Regions from separate parts of the Rattus norvegicus genome. Here region 2 is linked to region 1. The links are chromatin contacts, called in public Hi-C maps. All regions are on one chromosome and are shown on one strand. The core of a region is the stretch at or near the end of the contact, and the rest is flanking DNA. Distances in the headings are between cores, read along the strand shown.

The links. Hi-C and Micro-C count contacts between places; a contact is called where the count stands out from the background.
Region 2: a contact with region 1 is called in a Hi-C map of liver, with 4 times the contacts expected there. The contact joins the promoter of Slc7a15 here to the promoter of Hs1bp3 in region 1. A contact is called at or near these places in 12 of 12 Hi-C or Micro-C datasets (the A7r5 cell line, the Rat2 cell line, Schwann cells and 7 more).

Annotation. Positions count from the first base shown.
Region 1 is chr6:36,909,107-36,914,287 of GRCr8, forward strand. It overlaps Hs1bp3 (HCLS1 binding protein 3), which reads left to right and starts at 2,758. Exons shown (of 7, transcript NM_001398778.1): 1 at 2,758-2,823. The coding sequence starts at 2,792.
Region 2 is chr6:37,131,659-37,136,530 of GRCr8, forward strand. It overlaps Slc7a15 (solute carrier family 7 (cationic amino acid transporter, y+ system), member 15), which reads right to left and starts at 2,843. Exons shown (of 6, transcript NM_001106714.1): 1 at 2,063-2,843. The coding sequence starts at 2,821.

The DNA of each region.
Region 1 (5,181 bases), core at 1,508-4,007:
AGTGCACAGGACAAGCTCAAGTCACCAGAAAGCCCAGCTCATTAGCTCAAAAGATATTGGTGACAGTCATGCTAACAGCCTGGGGTCTCATGGCAAGTCCCCATTACGGTCTCTACTTTCCTAGACCTCCTCAAAATATCCCTTTGGGATTCTAGTGACGGGGGGAGGTGTCACCTGGAAAGACTATCTCCTTTCCACCTAGGACCCCACATCCAAATCTCACCTCCCCAGGTCCTGAGCATAGATTCACGGACCCTTTATCCAACATCCTGAAACCTTTCTTGTCTAAAACAGACTCATTTTACCACCCCAGGCTCCTCCAAATGTCTAGCCACAAAAGAGTCCATCATCTAGCCACTCACATGAGCCAAACCATAGCAGCGTCTTTTTTAAATTTCTACACACACACACACACACACACACACACACACACACACACACACAGAGAGAGAGAGAGAGAGAGAGAGAGAGAGAGAGAGAGAGAGAGAGGACAAGGTCTCCTGTGCCCTCAGGCTGACTTGGTCTCAAACTGGCTGTGGAATGGAAGACAACCTTGAACTTCAGCTTCTCCTTCCTTCAGACCTCCCGAGTGCCGCCGGGCTCATGGCCATGGATTTACACAGTACTGGCATGAAACTCAGGCCCTCGTGTGTGGCAGGCAAGCACAGAAAATTAAGGGAACTGCAGCTCAGCCACACAGCAGCGTCTGACTCGTCTGCTCATGTTCACGCAAATCCCCATCTCCTGGCATTCTCACGCCTGCACTTCAGCAGCCTTCCCTGTTTCCCCCATTCTGGACTCCTCGACAGTCTATGCATCTCCACACCACTGGGTGCATCTTGGGTCTCCAGGATGTTCCTTTGTGCACAGTTCTCTGCTGGCCAACGTCAGCGCAAAGTCCTAAGTTCAAACCCACTGAGGACTTCATGCCCTGACTCCTGCTTCCCTCCTCTCCTTAGACCCTACTGATGCCTTCCTTGTCTCTGGAACTGCAACACGATATTCCTAGTTTACCAAATCTTGTTTCTCTAGAAACAAGGGCTCCTTCACAAAGCCCTTTCTGACTCCACTTCGTTCTGCAATGGAGGAAAAAGAGGAGGAGGAGGAGGAGGAGGAGGAGGAGGAGGAGGAGGAGGAGGAGGAGTAGAGGGAGGAGGAGAGGGAGGAGGAGAGGGAGGAGGAGGAGGAGGAGAAGGGTGGAAGAAGGAGAGAGGGGTTAGGATGGGACAGGAGGGAGGGTACATTAAATCTCTGTGTTAATGCCTATGAGGTGGCTCAGTGAGTAAAAACATGTTCTACACAAGCCTTCTATCTTCACCCCAGAACCATGGTGGGAGGAGAAAACCAACTCCTGAAAGTTGTCCTTGATCTAACAAGTGCAGGGTTAACTGCACACACACACACACACACACACACACACACACACACACACACACACACACGCACACGCACTGATGATGATGGTGGTGGTGGTGGTGGTGATGATGATGGTGATGGTGGTGGTGGTGGTGATGATGATGGTGATGGTAATAATAATAATAATTTAAAACGTTATTGTTAGCTTGCCTCTAAAAAAAATCCCAAACACTGACAACAAAGTGCATGAATATATATGTTTCAAGAGGCAAAGTTTGAAGTCATTTTTCCAACTTTTAAAATTAACTGTGGAATTACTTCACTGAAGCACATAGGGTTTGAGTGGGCTGAGATGCTGCCTCCTGAGAGAGCATGGCCATGGAGCCTGACTCCACAGTTAAAATAACGTCATGCAAACCTGACCTCCACATTTCAACCCCCATAACCCGTGTAAAGATGAAAGGAGAGAATGGACTCCACAGCGCTGTCTTCTGACCTCTATACATGCCCATGGTGGGCACGCACGTGTGTGCACGTACACACACACACACACACACACACACACACACACACTAAAGGAGGGAACATAATATGTCCCCTTGGTATTTCTGGTGTGGCCCAGCACCTGTAGCTACTTATCACTGGAGAGAGCAAGGGACAGCAGTTTGTACCTGTCACTTGGCTCTGGTTCCAGTCTCCTGGGCCACTGGCAGGAGACAGCCAACAGCAGGTACTGCCACTCTCATTATTGTGGGATAGAGATGTGAGTCTATTCCCAGTGGATCCATTCAGTCAGAGACATGCAGAGGAAAATGTCCAAGGCCTCAACGAAAAGCAAGTCAGGCTAACAGTACAGGTATGAGAGGCGCGGGGGAGTTGGGGTGGGGGCGGGGGGGGGAACAGGACGCAGGGAGGGGATGGAGGGAAGGGGAGGACCCGCGAGTGAGCAGATGATGGAGGGGACAAGAAACCTTAGGAGAAGAGCCACAAAGAGAGGCCTGAGGTTTGTTGTGTTCAATGCACAGCCCCCAAGCCCGAAGGGACAGAGTCCCAAAGGGGAAAACTCCTTTTGCCTGAATGATTGGCTGCATAAGTGAAAATGGCCCCAGGGAGAGGAGAGAGTGCTTTTGTAGCTAGCCATAGGAGAGAAGCCCGAAAACTAGCGGCTGGATTCCTGTAGCCTTAGAGGTTAAGCATGTAGTAGGATTAAATGGCATGAGGTGCCAGGCTTAGGAGGTGGCTATGGGGGGACCTAGGGAGGGTTGAGCTGCACAAGCCCCCTCCGAGACCACAGACACTGAGATGTGCACAGCTGCTGCCACCAGGGGGCGGGCAAGGGCTGGGGAGGTGGCGCTGCGCCGGAGCGGGGCGGGGCAGGGACGCAGCGACGCCCAGGACGCCAGATCCCGTGACCGTCCGCCAGACCGCAGCCGATATGCAGTCCCCGGCGGTGCTCGTCACCTCCAGGTGAGCCAGACCCCCATCCCGCACTTTCCAGACATCCCAGCAGCTGGCGGTTTATCCCGCTGCACCGCACACTCTCCTGCGGGAGTGGTGGTGCGCCGTCAAGAGTCCCCGTTTCACAGACGAGGAAACTGAGGCCCCCTAAAGGATCAAGCACTCGCCCAAGACTCCAGGAAGTCCTGGGATTGTCAGGATAGCTCTGGCTGGGACGCGGCCCAGCTCCCTGTCCCTGCGTACTTCGGGATCATATCTTCCGGTCCCCCAAACGTTTCTGTGCTAGCTGTGTGAACAGCCCGAAGCTAAGCACCAGGGACGAGGTGAATGAAACAAGCTGTTCCCTGCAGAGGATACCCGCACCAAAGTGACTGGTGCTGCAAGGGGGTGGGGGGGAAGGCTTGGGGGCAGGGTGGATGTCCTACTCTTTCCTCTCTTTCCCCGATTTTTAAGTAACTCTGAAATGGTGAACTTCAAAGAAATTCGTATACTCCGCCCCACCCGACCCATACAAACGGTAGCCGAGATGGCAAACGGATGCTTACCCAACACACGTTCATTTCTACGCCCAGCTCCCTGTTTAGAAAAGTATGATTCTGTACATAAGCCCTGATGTTGAAAGCGGCTCGCTCCCCTTGGTGTGGTAAGTGAGGCCGCAAGGCGCATCCCCATTAAAAGAGATGCCCCTGTGGCTCTGTGAGTTGTTCCCTTTCACTGAGCCTCAGTTCCCCTTCCTGTAGAAAGAGGCTCCATCTAAATAGCTAGAAGCACAGGCGCAGTAAATGTCCCTGTGAGCCACAGCCAGCACACCCACGACTGTGAATTTGGTGCTAGGAAGGGTAGTGTTGGCATCCCTTGGTGCTAGCATGCCCTCGGGCGTTAACAGGCATAGTGTGCTGCTGCAGAGTGAGTGACACAGTGAGGGCGGACGAGCCATGCACTGCCCACCACTCCACTCCAGTAGTGCCTTTGAGGAGCGCTGCCCCATAAGTAAGCAGAGGTGGCCCTGCCCCCAGGATCAGACGGTGTTTCCAGCGTCCTCCTGCTAGGCAGCTCCGGGCTTCCTGCATGCATCCACCCAGAGGGTGTTTTCTCAGGGACTCCTTCTGTGCTAGATGCAGGTCCAGGTTCTAGGATACAGTAGTGAGGCATTGGTGGGAACAGGTCGGGAGTAGGAAAATGCAAGCTTTGTCAGGGTAGTAAATGCCATGAATGATGAGGAGAGTGGTCAGGTGACCGCGTGAGTGTTATACCTCATGGTCAAGGGAAGACGTCCCCCAGTGGAAAGAACTGTAGAAAGGAGATCTTGTGGTGTGTGCTCAGCAGAAAAGCCACAGTCCAAAGGCCAGCGTGCTCAAGTGGAGGGAGCATGGAAAGTGTGAGGTGGCCTGGAGACACCTGCCATCAAGAAAGGCCACGAGGTTTCATTCTGAGTGTGTCGGGGAGCTGGTGGAGCAGGGAACTCGGCATTTGTTCAGATGGGTTTGCTTTAAAACTCGATTGACAGTCAAGTGGAGGTGCTGGGTAAGTAAGAGGCAGGAGGGTTTGTAGGGAAGAGTCTGGACCACAGGTAGGAATTGGGCCGCCCTGGGCTCGGGATGCCAAGGAAGGCCTTGAGTCAGGGTGAGGTCACTGGAGGGCAATGTGAGCCAGATCGGGCTGAGCCATGGGAACAGGGTTAATAGGATCCATAAGGGACCTATAGCCACATCCTGACGGAACCGCTTGGTTTAGGACACAGTGTGCTGTGCCTATGAGCCATATCCTGCCAACTGCTTGCTTTTGTGATTCCAGTTGGACAAGAACACACCCAGACCGGGCAGGGGTGTCGGCTGTAGCTGCTTCTCTAGTTGAACTGAGATGAGGTAGCTTGCAAGGCTTGAGATATTTATGGTCTCAGGCTTCCGGTTCGGTGACCCAAGTGGATCTTTCTTGAAAGTTCCAGAGTGGTGCTCACACTGTCTAGGGACCACTTCTTGTCTGGATGAAGGAGTAGTGACCACCCCAGGCTTACTGCTCTCCCCTAAAAGTCAGAAGTCAGGAGTTTCAGGGAAGGACAGGGGAGCATAGTTTTGCCAATCCAGGAGAGACAGGAAGTATAATTGTGTCCAGGCACAGGAGCAGAGGAGCTGAGGAACAGGGCTTTTAAAACTCAGCTGGGGGCTGGGGATTTAGCTCAGTGGTAGAGCGCTTACCTAGGAAACGCAAGGCCCTGGGTTCGGTCCCCAGCTCCGGGGGTAGGGGGGCGGGAAAAAAAAAAACTCAGCTGGGCCCTAGGCACGAAGGCAGGGGAGCCACACGTGACATGGAGAGCTGCTTGCACAGTACACTCAGCTGGAAGAAACGATACAGAGGCTCTAAGGACAG
Region 2 (4,872 bases), core at 1,593-4,092, 220 kb after region 1:
ACACAAGTCTACCTGTAGCCAAGGTGTTCTCATTCTCATGGGCTTCATTGGGAGATCCTCGGTACAGTGAGCACCTAGCATGCATGACCCAACCTCACGGGTGGTCAGAGCAAAAACACTTTTAAATTTAACCTCTTTCCATGTTTCTGGCCACTATAGCACAAGAAGAGTGAGATTTTCTGTTTTCATTCCGAGGGCCCTGAACTCTTCATTCAAACCCTAAGGAGTCTGCCTATGAGGGTGACCCTGGCTTGGGAAACTTTCTGTACTTTCTTTGGTGCAGGTGAGGAGAATGAGAAATAAATATACCCCTTCAGAGCAAGTTAAGGCAGAATTTTAAATACTGGCATTTTTGACAACTGGCTTAGGTTTTGCTTGGAAATCCATATCAAGAAAGTCCCAGCCCTAGCAGAGATCATCAAACCATGGAGCATGTGGCCCAATATTAATAATAACCTTTATTACCTACAGCAGTTTTCCACAACAGAACTGAGTAGATGTGACAGGGACTAATGAAGACAGGGCTTGGAGTCCTAACTCTTGGATCCTTTCTAGAAAAACTTTGCTGATGACCTCTGCAACCATGGGAGATTATCTTCAACTTGAAGGACCCTCCTCTTTCCTTGACCTAGTGAGAAAGTCCATGGTCTAGCTGGAGAAAACAGTGCTTTACTGCTGTGAGACAACTGTATGCACATGCTACCCATGGACTTGAGAATTTCCCAAGCTGTCTGCCAAGAGTGAACCACTGAGATCTCAGAAACCTAGGAATAAGCCGGGGCAGTTATTAAAATAGTCCCTTTTCACACACAAAGGATTAGAAGAAGAAGATTATGTGCGAGAAATTAAAATTGCCAGGCATGGTGATATTCCTGTAATCTCACCATTCAGAAGGTAAAGACAGGAGAATCAGGAGTTCAAGGGCATTCTTAGCCACAGAACACATTCAAGGCCCACCAGCCCTACAATGAGACTCCTGTCTCAAAGAAAGAATAATAATAAAAAAACTAAGGATGGATCCCCTAGGACTCCTAGCACCATGCATTCATATTCTCTCTCTCTCTCTCTCTCTCTCTCTCTCTCTCTCTCTCTCTCTCTCTCTCTCCTCTCTCTCTCTTTCTCTCTCTCTCTGTGTTTATTTCCTCTGTCTCTGTTTCTTTTTCCCCATCTGTGTCTCCCCTCTGCCTCTGTCTCTCCCCTGTTTCTATCTCTTGTTTACTTCTATCTCTCATTTTTCTGTTTCTCTCTCCTCTGTCTCTGTCTTTCCTGTGTCTCTTTCTCTGTCTCAACCCCCACCCCCTGCTCTTGTGCTTCTTCTCTCTCCAAGCTATCATTCTCTTCTCAAGTGACCACTCCAGTGAGCCTTTGCCAAGCCTCTGGAAGCCAGAGTACCCCTAAGCCAGCCCAGCGGGGACAGCAGAAGATCTGCAGTTCCCATTCTGTAAGAATTTGGCATTCCTGCAAGGGAAGAAGAAAATATATGTGTGCCAAAGAGTCAGCACATTAAACACTGAAGATTCAAATGCCACATCTGAGTCCCAGGTAGCCCCGAAGACCGGCTAGCACACTGGTTATCCAAGCCAGGCTCACAGGTAGGGTGAGGAGGAGTGACTGGTTTGTTCCCCATGGCAAAGTGGTTCACGGGCTTCAAAAACTATGAAGTATCTACTGCAATGTCCTGGAGGGGACAATCCAAGAGGTGGCCAACAGAATCAATGAGAATGGTGGCAGTTAGAATTCAAAATAATTCCCCTCTTGCAGACTTCAATATTCCCCTGCCCAAAAAAAAAAAAAAAAGTGGGGTGTTGATAGTTAACCTAAGGGGCTAGATGAGAGACCGTGGAGTATGACGCTATGAAGTACTCTGCTTTATTAAGAAGCAGTAGTTAAAATTCCATAAACTCAAGGCAGATGGGCTACCAGGCAAGTCCTATGAGCACAGCAAGAGAGCCTTGATTCTAGTCAGATAGCTCACGATCCCAATCGTTCGAGTAGCTGGAATGCCAACTCCTGGAGCTCAGATGCTCAGAGGTTCACCCACAGAAAAGCACACTCAACTCACCTTTGGGTTCTTGATCTCCTCTATCACCGTGTTGATATTACTCCAGCCGTCAAAGGACCACAGCCCCTGGTAGAAAGCCATGCCAATGCGCCCTGCCTGTTGCGTTGTGTTGTGGAAGGCAAACAGCAGGGATTCTGTGGGAATCCGGCCCTGCGCCAGCCCCACAGCCCCACCCACTACAATGACTAGTAGCGAGAACAGTTTGGCAGCCGTGCACACGTTCATCAGCACAGTGGACATCCGTGAGCTCCAGAAGTTGATCAGAAGCAGCACAAGGATGCAAGAACAAGCCACAATCTTGACTATGACCTGAGGGACTGAGGAGCAGCCCGGATAAAAGGGAGCCAGGGCATACTCAGCGAAACTCAGAGAGACAGCAGTGATGGCAGCTGGTCTGCCTACCAGAACAATTATGTAGATGACCAGGAAGGCAGGCAGAGAGCCGAAGGCTCGCAAAATGTAGGCATACTCTCCCCCAGACTCAGGAACCAGGCTGCCCAGTTCAGCATAGCACAGGGCACCCAACAGGGCCAGGAGGCCACAGGTTGCCCAGATGATGAGACTGGCTCCAGGACTGCCTATGTAAACCAAGACCCCCTGTGGTGACATGAAGATGCCAGAACCAATCATACAGCCAGCCGTCATGGACACTGCGCTCCACAGACCAATCTCCCTCTTCATCGTCAGCCCCGCTGCCCCACTGCCCTGTTCTTGCCCCTCGGGCTTGTCGCTGCCATCTTTCTCCTCCTTTCTCTCCATCCCGAGACTTCAGCAGATACTGCCTCTGGCTGGTGACAGGTACAGGCTGTGGTACCTACTGTCCGTGGGTTTTCTGAAGGCGTTAATCATTAAAGGGCTGGAGGGAGTCCAAGACAAAGGGCAAAGACCCAGGGTGTGGTCTATATGGAGCTGAACAAGCGAGCAGCAGTCCATCTCAAGCCTCAGTACAGACAGTCTATCGGAGCCACGGGACAGTAGAACTCAGGAAAGGTCCGGGAGAGAAGGGGTCGGAATCTCTACTGACGTGTGGGGCGTGGCTCATGTGGGCTGCTTGAGCACGGTTCCATCCCCAGCACTGCAGATCAGACGGAGGGGAGAAAGGAAGGGGGAAAGGGCAAGACAGGAAAAGAGGGAAAGAAGGAATTTCTGTCCCCCGGTTCCACAGAAACATTGTGGAATGACAACTGGATGAAAGCTCTCTATCTGCATGAGGACAGCCAAGCATCCCTCTTTCTTCGAATATCTTCTCCCCACTTCTGCATCTCCCTTCTCCCTTCACATCACAGATAGATCTAGCCTGTGCTCTTAGCCACTTCCTTCCTTCTTGCCAAGGAGCAAGCTCCGTCCTGTATCTTCATCACCAATCCTCCTGGTTCTTCTTTGGGCGAGGGTTTATACAATTGACCCTAAGACAGTGTTGGAATCCTTGCTTCCTGGTAGACTTCCTAAAGACGTTTCAGACTCCCCCCAAGTGGTAAGTACCCTGTCTCCATGTAAGCTAACCGTAGCATAAGTCGACAGAACACTTATTTTTAGGATGAGATCACTAATTTCAAACCCCAGATCTTCAACCTCAAAGTTGTATGTGAGATTGAACTTCATCTTACTCACCCATCAATCAATGATGTCTATCTTGTAGAGATACTTGAAGAATTAACAAATACTCTGAACTAGTTTGGATAGGTATGAAGCATTTCAGCAATCTGGCCACATCCCTTACTCTCTGGACAACTTTCATCAGTTCCACTGGTGGAAAGAGGGATTGGTATTAATATCAGGAACATAAAAGATTCAAAGGATATGTGTGTGTATATATATATATATATATATATACATATATATATGTGTGTGTGTATATATACATATATATGTGTGTGTATTTTTGTGTTTGTATATATAGTATATGTAATTAATATTAAATTATGTGTATTGTATATGTTTATATATATGTATATGTAATTAATATTAAATTATATTTATCATGTCTAAATGTCTTTGATCTATAAAAAATACTTATCTCAGGATATTGCGTGTGGCTTTTTAGTTGATCACTCTTTTGCACACCATTTTGCAAAATACAGTAAGAGGACCTTTGCTAATATTGTTACAGAAAGGTAATAAGAACTTACTGGGATTTTAGGTAAAGATGTTGACTCTTAAAGTAGACATAAAGGTACTTATAGTTTTCTATCAGGCTCTTTTAGCTCAAGCTAGTCCCACGGACAACTTGGATCTCCGGAATGTGTCAATACCAGGATTATCTTAGTTAGGGTTTTACTGCTGTGAACAGACACCATAACCAAGGTAAATTTTATAAGGACAACATTTAACTGGGGCTGGCTTATAGGTTCAGAGGTTCAGTCCATTATCATCAAGGTGGGAGCATGGCAGCATCCAGGCAGGCATGGTGCAGGAGGAGCCGAGAGTTTTATATCTTCATCTGAAGGCTGCTAGAAGACTGATTTCCAGGCAGCTTGGACAAGGGTATTAAAGCCCACGCCCACAAGGCCACACCTACTCCAACAAGGCCACACCTCCTAATAGTGCCACTCCCTGGGTCAAGCATATACAAACCATCTCAAGGACCTTTACTATCATGGCTCTTTAGTGTTCCTCCTACCTTTCATGTCTGTTGCAAGGATAACCTCCTAGATATAGTACTTTTTTTAGAGTAGTTAATCCAATAATGGCTATCTACCAGTGGAAAGTCTAACAGTCAGTAGTTGTTCGGTTCATGAGACTGGATGTCTCAGTTGGTCTTTGGTATGTACCAACATCTTGAAGACCTAAGCTCTAATGCCAGTGAAGTG